2 separate regions of the Mus musculus genome follow, and region 1 is linked to region 2. A link is a contact called in public Micro-C data. All regions are on one chromosome and are shown on one strand. Each heading gives the region's core, a stretch centred on a gene start, on an enhancer-like site or on the middle of the called end of the contact. The rest is flanking DNA. Distances are from core to core; before and after follow the strand shown.

Region 1 (5,749 bases), core at 1,711-4,210, 200 kb before region 2:
GCTTTAGTACAAAAATGCTCTGGCCGTGAGGGTAACATCACTCTGGGAGGTTGGGGGAGGGGGTAGTCCTTGAGGCTCTCTCATATAACCTCCATTGTAACAAACCAGCCCTGATTGTGGTCCCAAGATGCTCAGTGTCTTGGGGAGCTCACCCTCAACCCTGATCGCAGGCAGCGTTTCAAAGACTCATCTGCACCGCACCTCCCATTCAGCCCCGATGCCCCCTTATGGGTGTGCCCTGAGCTCTCAGACTATGCGATGCACACAGCACTCTGCAGAGCTGGCGTGCCTCCTTCCAAATTGTGTGTCACGGGCATCAGTGATTGTCACTGGTACTCCGGGCTCCCCGCTGGCTGGGAGGAATAATTGAGGACACAGAAGCAGCTGGCTCTTCGCAGACATGCTTCCGCTCCAGAGGGCTGATGACCCTTGCCTCCGGGTGAGCCAGGAGCACCAGTCAGCGCCAACTGAGTGCCTTACAGACTCTGTGGCCCATCCTGCTTCCCCTATTAACGCAGAACTGTGGAATCCTCCCTCTACCTCCGGAGAAAGCGTGGCAAAGGATTCCTCTCCTTTTTTGGTAAAGAAAGTTTCTACTGAATAAACACACCCTTTGCTTCTCCCAATCTGCACAGACAAGCAGTTGCTAGAACGGGGCTAAGGGGCTCTGCGCTTCTCTACTGGGGACCAAGAAGCTCATCACCTCGGCAGATCACGGTGGCAGGCCTTGCCCTAGACACTTGGCCATGCCCGAAGGCCACAGCCAGCCTGGAATATGGGCTCTGGAAAAAGCAGAATGCAAGGCAGAGTCCCTGGCAGGAGTCACGTCTGCCCTGCCTGGTTTGCTCAGTGCTATGGAAGAGTTATCAGGAGAATGCGTCAGGCCCAACACAGGGATGGAACACCAAGTCGCCCCATCGGATACCAGACAGCTGAGTGTCAATAGACAACTGGCCCCTCTGGGGCACAGGGGATGTAACTGTCGTGGGAAACAGGTGCTGAGGACCTGGGTAGAGGACTATCTTTTCATCCTTGAGATGGGCACCAACTCTGTCCCCTAGCTGGGTTCAGGTGCCACCTTGGAGAGTCGGAACATCTGAGGAGCCTTGGCAGAAGATGGGGAGCTGGCACCACACCCCACCAGACTGCCTGTCATGAGCTATTCCTGGAATTCTCCTGTCACGTGGCGCAGGAACCTAGGGCCACTTGCTTGAGAGCTGTGTCCAAGCCACGGTTCTCAGAGGCAAGTCCTGCAGCGCCTCAGAGCAGCTTCCATTAGCCCTAAGCAAGGAGAAGCAGGGTGGAGATGGGAATCTGGCTTTGCCACACTATGGCTGTGTCTCCTTGGACACGTTTTTCTAATGTCTCTGAGCATGCTTCCCGAACAGGGATACTGCAGGAATGAACACTGGCTGATTTGTGGGCAATGTTACTTGTACCACATGATGGAATTTCCAGTCAGGGGACAGTTGCTTAAACACAGGCCTTCTCTGACCCCACTTTACCCTCCCAGGGATTTGGTTCACAAGTCTGACCTTTACCATATACAGAGAGCACATACCCCACCCTCCCACCCCTGTCAGCTCCAATAACTGTCATTAAACAGCTGGGTGCCTGGAAGGTCAGCCACCAGCAGGCCTTGGTCTCTGTTCCCAGCACGGTGGTGTGGCTAGAGCGGGAGGTGGCTCTGAGGCTGACTGACACCGAGACAGCATCTGGGTGTGGGAGGCACCCTGGAGGCTGGTGACTGACTGCCAGGCTATGCTGAGTCCACTGGGCAGCTGACTTCTCCCACAGGCTCTGTTTCCTAAGAGCATTCAACGGGGTGCTGGCCTGTGTTGAGGGTGAGGTTCTTGTAGGCACTGGGATGAAGGTCTCTCCAGGCTTCTGCTGTATCATCATCCTTTATGGTGCCAGAGCCCACATGGGAGCTGCAGAGCCCCTGAGGACAACAGCAGCTGCCTCTAAGTTGACTGCCTCAGGCCAGAGCTAGCAAGCTGCGTTCCCACAGGCACGTCTTAGCACGTCTGTGTTCACACTGAGAAGACAGAGAGGCAGCTCATGCCAATCTGTTCTTTCCATGGTTCCTGTATATCCTTCCCGATCACACCTTGGGCAGGGACCCCTGGGGTCAAGCTCTCTGAAGGCCTTGAGTGTATATAGCTCCTCTCCCATGCGTATAGCCTCTCTCTTGGGAGTCCAGTCAGGCACTAAGGGCTCTTGGCACTCCAGGATGTCACTCATGACGCTAGGGTCCTCTTACCACAGTAGGGGCAATAGATGTGGCCCTAAGAATGCAGTTGTACTCAGAGAGCTGATCCTGCCTCAATCTCCATCACCTGCCCCTCCCCCCCCATCAATTTGCAGAGCAGAAAGCAAGAGAACGTTATGAAGGCCTTCTGAGCATGTGTTACCACCGTGCTACAGGCAAGTTGGTGACATGAGCAACAGAGGCCTAGGAAGCACCCTGCCTGCCCAGATGCCAGTCTGTTCCACTTGAGGACCAGCTGGGTACCACCCTGCCCCCTCTTTCCAGCCTTCCACTCATTACGCTTTTCCTGAGTGTTGGCAGAGGCCCAACCATTTATTTTTAGTTGTTGACGGGCTGGTCCCTTCCTGGTCCCGTGCTGCAGTTTGAGCCCTGTGGTGGCAGAAAGACTCAGCTCACCAAACACCCTATCCCTTTATCCAGTATTCAGCAATGCACCCCACACAACTATGTGGGCTCCTCAAGGTGTGTTTAAACAGAGACAGCCCCATCATACTTCTTCAAAGTTCCTTTGAGGAGCTCAGGGCCCTCTAAAGCCACGTCCTGCTAAACCTTCACAGGCAGCGACCGCAAAGCTAGGAGCATAGCGCTCATGGCCAGGGCCCAACCTGTGGCTTCAGTTGTTAAGGACCTGAAGAGCATTCTCGTCCCTGAGGATGAGAAGGGGAGAGGCCTCCTGGTGGATCCACTCTGCAGAGGCAGCTGCACACAGAAGACAGCTCCCCCACACATACAGGAAGTAGGGACAGAGAGCCAGGCCCTTGCCTGGTAACAGGAGCAGTGGGACTTTTTCCCAGCTCTGGCCTCGGAAGCTGCCCCTCTCACCTCCCCAGCCTCCCTCCGCCTCCTCAGTAGTGCAAGAAGATCACATTCTGTCCCACTGCTTGGTGGCTGAGGGCAGACACATGCTCCACCTTCTGTGACTGCCTGTAGGAACACATTCAGGATTTAGACAGAAGCAGGACACAGTCCAGGTCCTTGTTACCTAACGAGGATGCAGGGGACTTAAATTTAGACTGTGCCTGTGCATGGTGGGGAGCCAGCTCTGCGGAACTGCAGTGGCACACGTGCGGACATACTCAGTGGATCTGCTGAGCCAGCTCAACAGCCAGGGGAGAGCGGAGTGCTCCAGGAGTGGGCCCCACAGGGGACAGTGCCTCCAGATATATGTCTTTCCTGTTTTTAATTCTATTTCAAAATAGGGTTTCACTCTGTAGACTAAAGCAGGGTAGCTCTGAGCTCAAGATCCTCTTGTTTTGGCCTCCTGTCTGATGGGGCAGGCACTCCTCTGGAGATCTGAGGGGGTGGCCTGAGTGACTCCATTTTGCCCAAGTGTTAGCTAATTCCATCTTACATTTTGCCCAGCTGCTCCCTAGTCCCTGCTAAGCACACATCCTGCTAAACAGGTCGTTCTCATACATCTGCACTTGAAGGTTCTGGAAGATCCACTGCATAAAATAAATTATTTTAGTCAACTGAACTGAAACTTTTGAAACTCCAGTCCCTGGCCTGCCTCTGGTGTGATGTAGTTGTGGTTTTGGCTTTAGAAACCCTACCCTCCCTTCCCTTCTCCAGAGTTGAGAGTTCTTTCTTGCATGAGCCTGCTCTCGGCCACTGGCAAATAAAGGACTCTCCTCTGTCGGACTTTTAGGTGACACTCTTGGGTCCTGCCTGGACACAACATCTGAAGGCCTGAATGAGATTTTTGCCACTGGGGCATGGGGGACGGGGGGGGGGGGGGGGGGGGGACGACGGGTTGCCCAGCCTCACTCTGAGTCTCTCTGGTTTGGTGAACTATTACAGAAGCGGTGATCCCTGAAACATCCCTGGTCCAGGTAACTCACACCAGGGCCAGAGAATCCCAGAATGAACACTGTTTGCCAACATCAAAACTGACCAAGTCCTCATGGGCCTCTCTGACATCTCTGTCTGGGCTAGTCTCTCGTTTGGAAGTGAACATGGACAGGGACCCTTCCCCAGCGCCTTCCTGTGGGAGTCAAGACACTGGGGAATCCTAGTTGGCAATTTTTGGTTAAATGCTTGTCTTATGTCTGTCTGTCTCTGTGGATGTCTAAGTGAGTGACTGTGCAGTCTAGTTTGTCTAGTCTCTCTGTGCTTTTGCATTTGTCATGGTTTTCTAGAGGAACAGAAATTATAGCATATTCTCTCTCTAGTAAATCCCATATATACATACGTGTACACACACACACACACACACACACACATTTTTTTAGAATGGCGTACAGGCTGTGGTCCCGCAATTCCAACAATGGCTGCTTATGAACAGAAGGCCCAAGAATCCAGTCCACAAGGCTGGATGTCTCAGTTGGTCTTCAATGCATACTGGAATCCTGAAGAAGTAAGCTCTAATGCTGCCGGGGAAGGAAGGGGTGTGCTAGCAAGAGTTAAGAGCAAGCAGGCAAACAGAGAGCAAGCTTCTTTCCTCTGTGTCTGTGGTGGCTCAGGGAGTGGCACTATTTGGAGGTGTGGCCTTATTGGAATAGGTGTGGCCTTGTTGGAGAAAGTGTGTCACTATGGGGTGGGGCTTTGAGACCCCTCCTCCTCGCTGCCTGGGAGACAATCTTCTCCTAGCAGCTTTTGGAACAAGAGGTAGATCTGTCAGCTCCTTCTCCAGCGCCATGTCTGCCTGGGTGTTACCATGTTTCCCGCCGTGATGATAATGGACTGAACTTATGAACCTGTAGGCCAGCCCCAATTAAATGTTTATAAGAGTTGCCTTGGTAATGATGTCTCTTCACAGCAGTAAAACTCTAAGATAGTGTCCTTTATATAGGCTGCCAGCAGAAGGTGTGGCCCAGATTAAAGATGAATCTTTCCACATCAAAGGATCTGGATTAAGGGTGTTGTCTTCCCACCTCTAAGATGTGGGTCTTCTCACTTCAAAGTGATTTAATTGAGAAAAAAGTACCTCATAGGTGTGCCCAGCCATTTGAGTTTTTGTTAATTCAAGATGTAATCCAGTTGACAACCAAGAATAGACATCAAGGGCCCTTTCCCTGATTTCCCTTGGGACCAGAAAACCAGCTTGCTCTCTGAGCTCACTTTGGCTTAAAGGCAACTGGAAGCTGACCCAGGGTCTCCCTTCTCCCTTTGGGAACAGTTCCTCTGCCCTTGTGGTCTCTGCTCTGTGAGCAGTGACAGCCTCTTTTTTGATGTGAGTCTGGTAAAATCCAAGCTCTGTTTCCCTTCTCACTGGGCTCCCCCTTTTCATTGTCCACTCCTCCTGTACCCCACTATATCACCCCAGCCCTCCTCCCCAGCACTGTGTGAGAGAGCCCCTAGGCTGCATGGCTTTGGCAGGAGACTGGAGAGAAAAGCTATGCTGGGTCCTTTCTCCTGGGTCTCTAAGCTAGTTTCCTTTGAGATAGGATGCTCTTTCTGATGCCAACACTGTTTCTTGGCAGCTCCCTTCTTCTCTCCCCAAGAGTAAAGATGAAAAGGTAGCCACACCCTCCCCTT
Region 2 (5,958 bases), core at 2,159-4,658:
GTCAGAAGGGAGCCTGGGGACTCAGAGCGGTGGGCTACTTTTTCTCCAAGAAGCTGAGGCGTTCTAGAACCATCTTCCCCACAGCTCTTACAGCTCAAATGCTATGGCCAGGTAAGTGCTCTGTGGGATCAGAGAGAGCTGCCTGATGCCTCATGCCTGATTGTTTTTGGATTTTTGAGAAAGTCTTACTCTGTAGCCCTGGCTGGATTGCTACTCACTGTATAGTCTGGACTGGCCGTGTGCCCAGGCTAGGTTCAAATTCAGGACCGTCCTTCTGCCATAGCTTCCCAAGTGCTGGGATTACAGGCATGCACTACCACAACTTGTCGATGGCTTTTGACCTGATTCTCTCTACCCAGATTCAAAAGAAATGTCTATGAGCATTTGACCCTAAACCAGCAACAATTCAATAATTCAGTTACACATTCAATATAGGGCAAATGTCAACAATTTCCAAAAACACTTGTGTATGTAAAACCCCACATACATGGAAGAGTTAGATCAGTGGCTTTCAAACATGAAAGAAAATAGCCATCATCAGAGTCCCAGGTGCATGTGTGTCATGATGCCATCCACAAGAGGAACTAAATAAAAGAAAGTTCCCTCGGTGATACCCACGAGTGCTCAGAGGCCCTGGCTTTCTCCCTTTCTTTGTTATTATCTAAGTCATGTGCTTCTTGCCACATTTTGTAAAATTGGTGCTATCATTCTTAGCTTACAGGTGAGAATGAGTGAGGCTTAGAGAAGAATTAAATCAATCAACCTCATTTGGCTATCAAGAAGTGACACAAGAATGTGAACCGGGATCTGTTTCTGCAAGTCCACGTGCTTTCACCAAGGCACACGGGTGCCTCACCCCCCCCCCACAGTCATTCCCCACCCCCAAGTCTGGTTTAGCAAGGCAAGCAACTTTGGGATTTTGCCAGAACTGTTAGTGAAATCCCACTCCTGCTTTGGATCAAGCCCAGATCAGAGTAGAATAAGTCTGCCACCTTGAGGCAGGCCTGAAGGGGAAGGGTGTGCACGAGATTCATGGGCAACTGGGTGGCAAGTCCCTGTGCCTTCAGCCAGCTGTCTGCCGGGCTCTTTGTGGGAGGACAAGCTGCCTCCCACTCATCTCCAGAAATGAAAGAATCTATCATAGACCAACATCAGAAGAGGCCATCTTCATCTTTGTAGGAATAAAATAAAGAAAGAATAGGGAGATGTAATTGTCTTCCCCCTTCCACACCTGAATATTCTAGACATATATTTTGCATGTGGGGTGTATTTGGGTATGACCTATAAAGGTAATTTCTCTCCACTTGCTTGGTTTTGAGTAAGGGGAAGTCATGCTCAGAGATTCTGGTAGCGCATAAATGAAAGCCACGGCGCTGACTTATTGACATTCTGCAGCTATGCCGATCCCACCCTAGGCGTCCCCTCATCAAAAGGCTGTACTTGTAGAGCCAGCACTGACTTATTAATAAAGATCAGGCCTTTATTTGATTATTTATCTAATCAAGATTCATCTTCAGTCTAAGCTCATTAAGCCTGCTGCTAATGGAGTGTGCTTGAGGTGAAATTAACACTCGGTGACAAAGAGACTGAGTCCAGGCTTCAGGGACCAGGACAGAAACAGAGCACAGAGTGAGCTGGGGTGGCCCAGGGGTCGGGCAGAGCATGCGAAGTGTCTGTTCACCAATGAGAACGGGCACATTTCACAAGGTTAGTTTCGACTGTAGTAATTAAATACACTCAGTAGCAGCGCAAAGGTGACAAGAACTCTCATTATCTCAGACAGTCAAGACTTATAAGCACTCTGCTTGTGTCACACTGGGGCAACCTCTCTGAGAGGATTTAAGGTGGAACTCTGACTTAGAATCAAGGTGCTGGCACTTTACCTGCCTCAGCCTGACTCCTACTGACTTCAGTCTAGACTTTTTGCTTCACTCCCTGATCTAACTAGTTGCAACATACACCAGCCCTAAAGCATCTTACCTCTCAGAGAAGGGACTCGCCATCTTCTTACCTTGCAGGTCTCTGCTGCCACACACAAACCCTCTTCTACATGACTTCTTGGCTAGTTCCATTTTCCCTAAGGTGAAGAAGTATCCCACTACCACAGAGTCACATTGAGAGTGGTCCTGGCCATGAACACGAGAACTGTGCTAAGGCCGATGTGACCCTTTCTCCAAAACACAGCAGTGTAGATTCGGCTTCAAAGTAGCCTAAATTACTTCTCAGAGCAGATAGGAGAGAAGGCAGCCAAGCACATCCTGCGTAGATATCTTAATCTCTGGGTTCATGCTGAAAGAATTGGTCAAGTAACGTCAGTAAAGAGGTGGGGGGACCCCTCCAGTCTTTTTTCACCTTCAAAACCTGGCTTAAGACCCACTCATAGTAAATCATGCGGCTCCCATTGCACCCCTAAATTCATTGAGTAGTGTATGGCAGGCTCAACCAAAACCATGTGACCTTTGCCCTTCATGAGTTTACAGGACCAAGAACTGGACAGACAGGGAAGAGTGTCAGGGAGAGCGTGGGGAAGGGACATTTCATACTCATTCATTCATTCCAGACACATGATGTGGGAGGATCTGTGGGAGGAGCTGAAGGCAGGATCAGAGAAGAAGATGACGGAGCAGGTGATAATGAAGGTCTGCCTGATGAATTCAGTGAAGGACAGAGTCTAAGTAGCAGTGAGAAAGAGAGGCAAGGAGACCATGTGAAAAACTTCTCAGCAAATGGAATCTATAATGAAGGCCTTAAGTGTGTCTTAGTTTTCTCTATGTGACTGGTGTTTCTGATCACAGTGGATTGGAAAATCTTATGCAATTGGACTTCAAAGTCCTAACTCTGTACATATTTTATCTGCTCCTTATTTCCATTTGAAGTAGCCCTTAAGATGCCTGCCTGCCTGCCTGCCTGCCTTTCTATTTATTTACATATATGGCCCCTTTCACTCTGTTAACTTCTTGTTTGGAGACAGTGTTTCGTGATGTGGCCCTGGCTGACCTGGCACTTGCTATGTCAACTAGGCTAACCTTGAACTCACAGAGATCTTGCCTGCCTCTACCTCCCCAGTGCTGGGATTAAAGTCATGTGCCACCGTGTTCTGCCTTCACTTCATTAATTTCTCAAGAGCAGGAGCAATAGCCTTGTCAATCTTTCCAAACTCCTTGTCACTTGCCATTATCTTGCCATCAACGAGGAGTTAGTGAGCATCTGCTGAATAAAGCATGGTGTCCAGTAAGGAAGGGGCCCACACATCTCACTTCCCAGTCTTTCTGGTCTCCCTCTAATCCCAAACCTGAAATTTACCAAAGAGCCCTTCTTTTCACATGGAAAAGTATGCATGCAGTGAAGAAGCCAGCCTGCCATGATGAGTCACGGAAGAGAGAGTCCTTGACAGCTGCATGAGTGAACTCATTGCTCACAATGAGGCAGGTGTCTGAGTCATTCAACCAATATCCTTACTGGGAAGGGAATGCTCATTGTGTGAACCAACTTTGCAGGGTCTGCGAGGAATAAATCTTGCCTAAGCAGTAACAGGAAATGTGGCATTACAGTGACATTAAACTTGTCTTTGAAATAGGCAGCAAAAACAAGTCAAGGCCAGAAGCCGGTACTGCCCACAGCCCTAGAAGAGGAGAAGGGTGTCCATTGTGAGACTTCTGCTCCCAAACACCCCATTTCTGTGCTTCACTCTCTTAGGTGGAATTGGCTGTGTGGGCCGAGACAAGGGACAAGTTCGGAAATGCCTTGATGTGGTGGAGATCTACAACCCCGATGGGGACTTCTGGAGGGAAGGCCCGCCTATGCCGAGTCCCCTCCTCTCACTGCGAACCAATTCCACCAGTGCTGGCGCCGTGGACGGGAAGCTCTATGTCTGCGGTGGATTTCATGGAGCAGGTACTGGCCTAGCTGTAAATCTGTCATGGCCCTCTTGGCAGTGACTTTTACCTCCATTACCTGATAGGATGGTCAGTTTCCAGAGCAGTGAGGCACTGGCAAAAGTCTGGCTTTCGGAGCCCAGTGGCCTGGAGCAGTTCCCTACATTCTCTGGGGCTTCACCTCTATGAGATGACAAGGATTCTGTGGGATGAAGTTTGTAACGCATCTAGCCCATGGCAGCCACTCAGCCCATAGTAGTTGAGTATGGGGAGAAAAAAAAAAATAGGAAAGAGGGCAAATTGCTTTAGTAGGACTAAAAGAAGCATTTCTGAACAGGAGGGACGTGGGAGCAGAGGAATGACGGGAAGTGTTGGGTGTTATGCTTTCAGCTAGCAAATGACCCTGACACTGTCCGCTAGCATCCAGGGAAGTAAATTGCTTGAAAGCATTTCTAAGATGATGCCTAGTGTGTGTGCTTATTACTGAATGCACACATCCAATACCATCATTGCATTCTGCAGCATGGTGCAGGGAGGCTTTTAAGCATGCATGAATCTAGAGGCCAATGTCTCATTGGCTACATCAGTAAATAAAGCAGATGGATACCTTCATAGTAGACTAACTAGCTGATTCTGACCTCACCAACTAAGTGTTAGGCCAATATATACCTGTGAGACACACGCCCCAGAGCACTTACAATTTTGCATTTTGAAAGAAGTCAGATTTGCCTTCATTTTGTAAGCATTCAGTTTTAGGTAACTAATTTAAAGAATGAGGCTTTCTTTCTTTCTTTTTCCTTCTTTCTTTCTTTCTTTCTTTCTTTCTTTTTCTTTCTTTCTTTCTTTCTTTTTCTTTCTTTCTTTCTTTCTTTCTTTTTTGGTTTTTTGGGGTTTTTTGGTTTTTTTGGGTTTTTTTGGTTTTCAAGACAGGGTATCTCTGCATAGCCCTGGCTGTCCTGGAACTCATTCTGTAGACCAGGCTGGCCTTGAACTCAAAAATCTGCCTGTCTCTGCCTCCCAAGTGCTAAGATTAAAGGCGTGTGCCACCACTGCCCAGCTTTCTTTGTGAATTAGAAGAGACTTAATGGGTTAGGGAGTTGGCTTTGTTGGTAAACTACTTGCCTTGCAAGTATGGGGGCCTGAGTTCAATCCTTCAGAACCCGGGTAAAAAGCCAGAGATGGATGCGGTCGTTATTAGAGCTGGGTAGTGCATGCTCGGGCTGTGCTGCCTTCTTGCTTCCCTTCTGTGTGCTGCAAGGTTCCCGTGATCAAAGGCTTCGCTTTTTCTCCATTTGTCCTTCAAAGAACTTTCCCAAAAGGTCTTTATATGTCTTATTGCATTTTATTTAAAGTGTTCAGTATGTGTGGGTTCAATGGCTTGAGTGTGGAAGTCCAAGGGCAACTTTGGGGAGCTGGTTGTCTATGTGGGTCCTGGGGACTGGCACTTGAGGGAAACATACAAAGCAGAGCCATCCAGAAGAGCAGGGACTGCGCCAGTAGAAGTCGAAGTCAGAGAGATGCAAGCAAATGCTGTGCTGAAGGAGCAGGGTGGATGGATGGGGGAGAGAGTTCCTGCGAATTAAGATTTAGGCCAGAAATTGAGTCTACACTGGAAATGTGAGCAAAGATGTTTGAGGAAACTTCCAAGAAAGCAAAGTAAAGAAATAATTGTAAAATCAGAGGCAGAGAAATGAAGTCCAGGACGCCCAGTCTTGGAGTAGCAGGACCCCTGACAAAAAGAACAGAGAAAGTGGACGGGGTGTGTCATCCACAGCGTGAATGAATAAGAATCCCAGAACTGAAGTCCCTAGTCAAAAGGAAGCTACCAAATGCCCTGGGAAGCAGATAAAAGAGGTCAAATCAAAGCACATCACTGTGACATTAGAGACAAACAGAAGATCCTAAAACATTCTGAGGAAAGGAGAGTTTTATCCAAAGTACCAAGAGTCAGAGTTCCGAACTGTGATGGTGGAAGCCGAGGGAAGCGGAGCAAGTGTATTCAGAAGCTCTGCAGAGAACCATTGTCAACCTGCGCAGTTTGACCTGCGGGGCTTAGTCAAGACTGAGGGCATTCTCCTGACAC

What was found. A called contact is a pair of places that touch in the nucleus more often than the background predicts.
Region 1: a Micro-C map of muscle stem cells shows a contact between it and region 2, with 5 times the contacts expected there. The contact joins two enhancer-like sites. A contact is called at or near these places in 1 of 15 datasets of contacts at CTCF or cohesin (pro-B cells), 2 of 484 Hi-C or Micro-C datasets (the HL-1 cell line and muscle stem cells), 4 of 115 datasets of contacts at active chromatin or transcription factors (embryonic basal ganglia, embryonic stem cells, neural progenitor cells and 1 more) and 1 of 9 other capture datasets (adipose tissue).

What each region holds. Positions count from the first base shown.
Region 1 is chr6:88,782,327-88,788,075 of GRCm38.p6, reverse strand. All of the region lies in intron 3 of Mgll (monoglyceride lipase), which reads right to left. Among named protein-coding and RNA genes, the nearest start is that of Gm26588, 43 kb to the right of the region's middle. Within about 2 kb of position 2,960, at least 69 of the 459 cell types and tissues checked have an H3K27ac peak or open chromatin away from gene starts, as enhancers often do. A contact at or near this core is called in muscle stem cells, where this site is marked.
Region 2 is chr6:88,584,716-88,590,673 of GRCm38.p6, reverse strand. It overlaps Kbtbd12 (kelch repeat and BTB (POZ) domain containing 12), which reads left to right. Exons shown (of 6, transcript NM_001278671.2): 5 at 3,697-3,894. Among named protein-coding and RNA genes, the nearest start is that of Kbtbd12, 40 kb to the left of the region's middle. Within about 2 kb of position 3,408, at least 12 of the 459 cell types and tissues checked have an H3K27ac peak or open chromatin away from gene starts, as enhancers often do. A contact at or near this core is called in muscle stem cells, where this site is marked.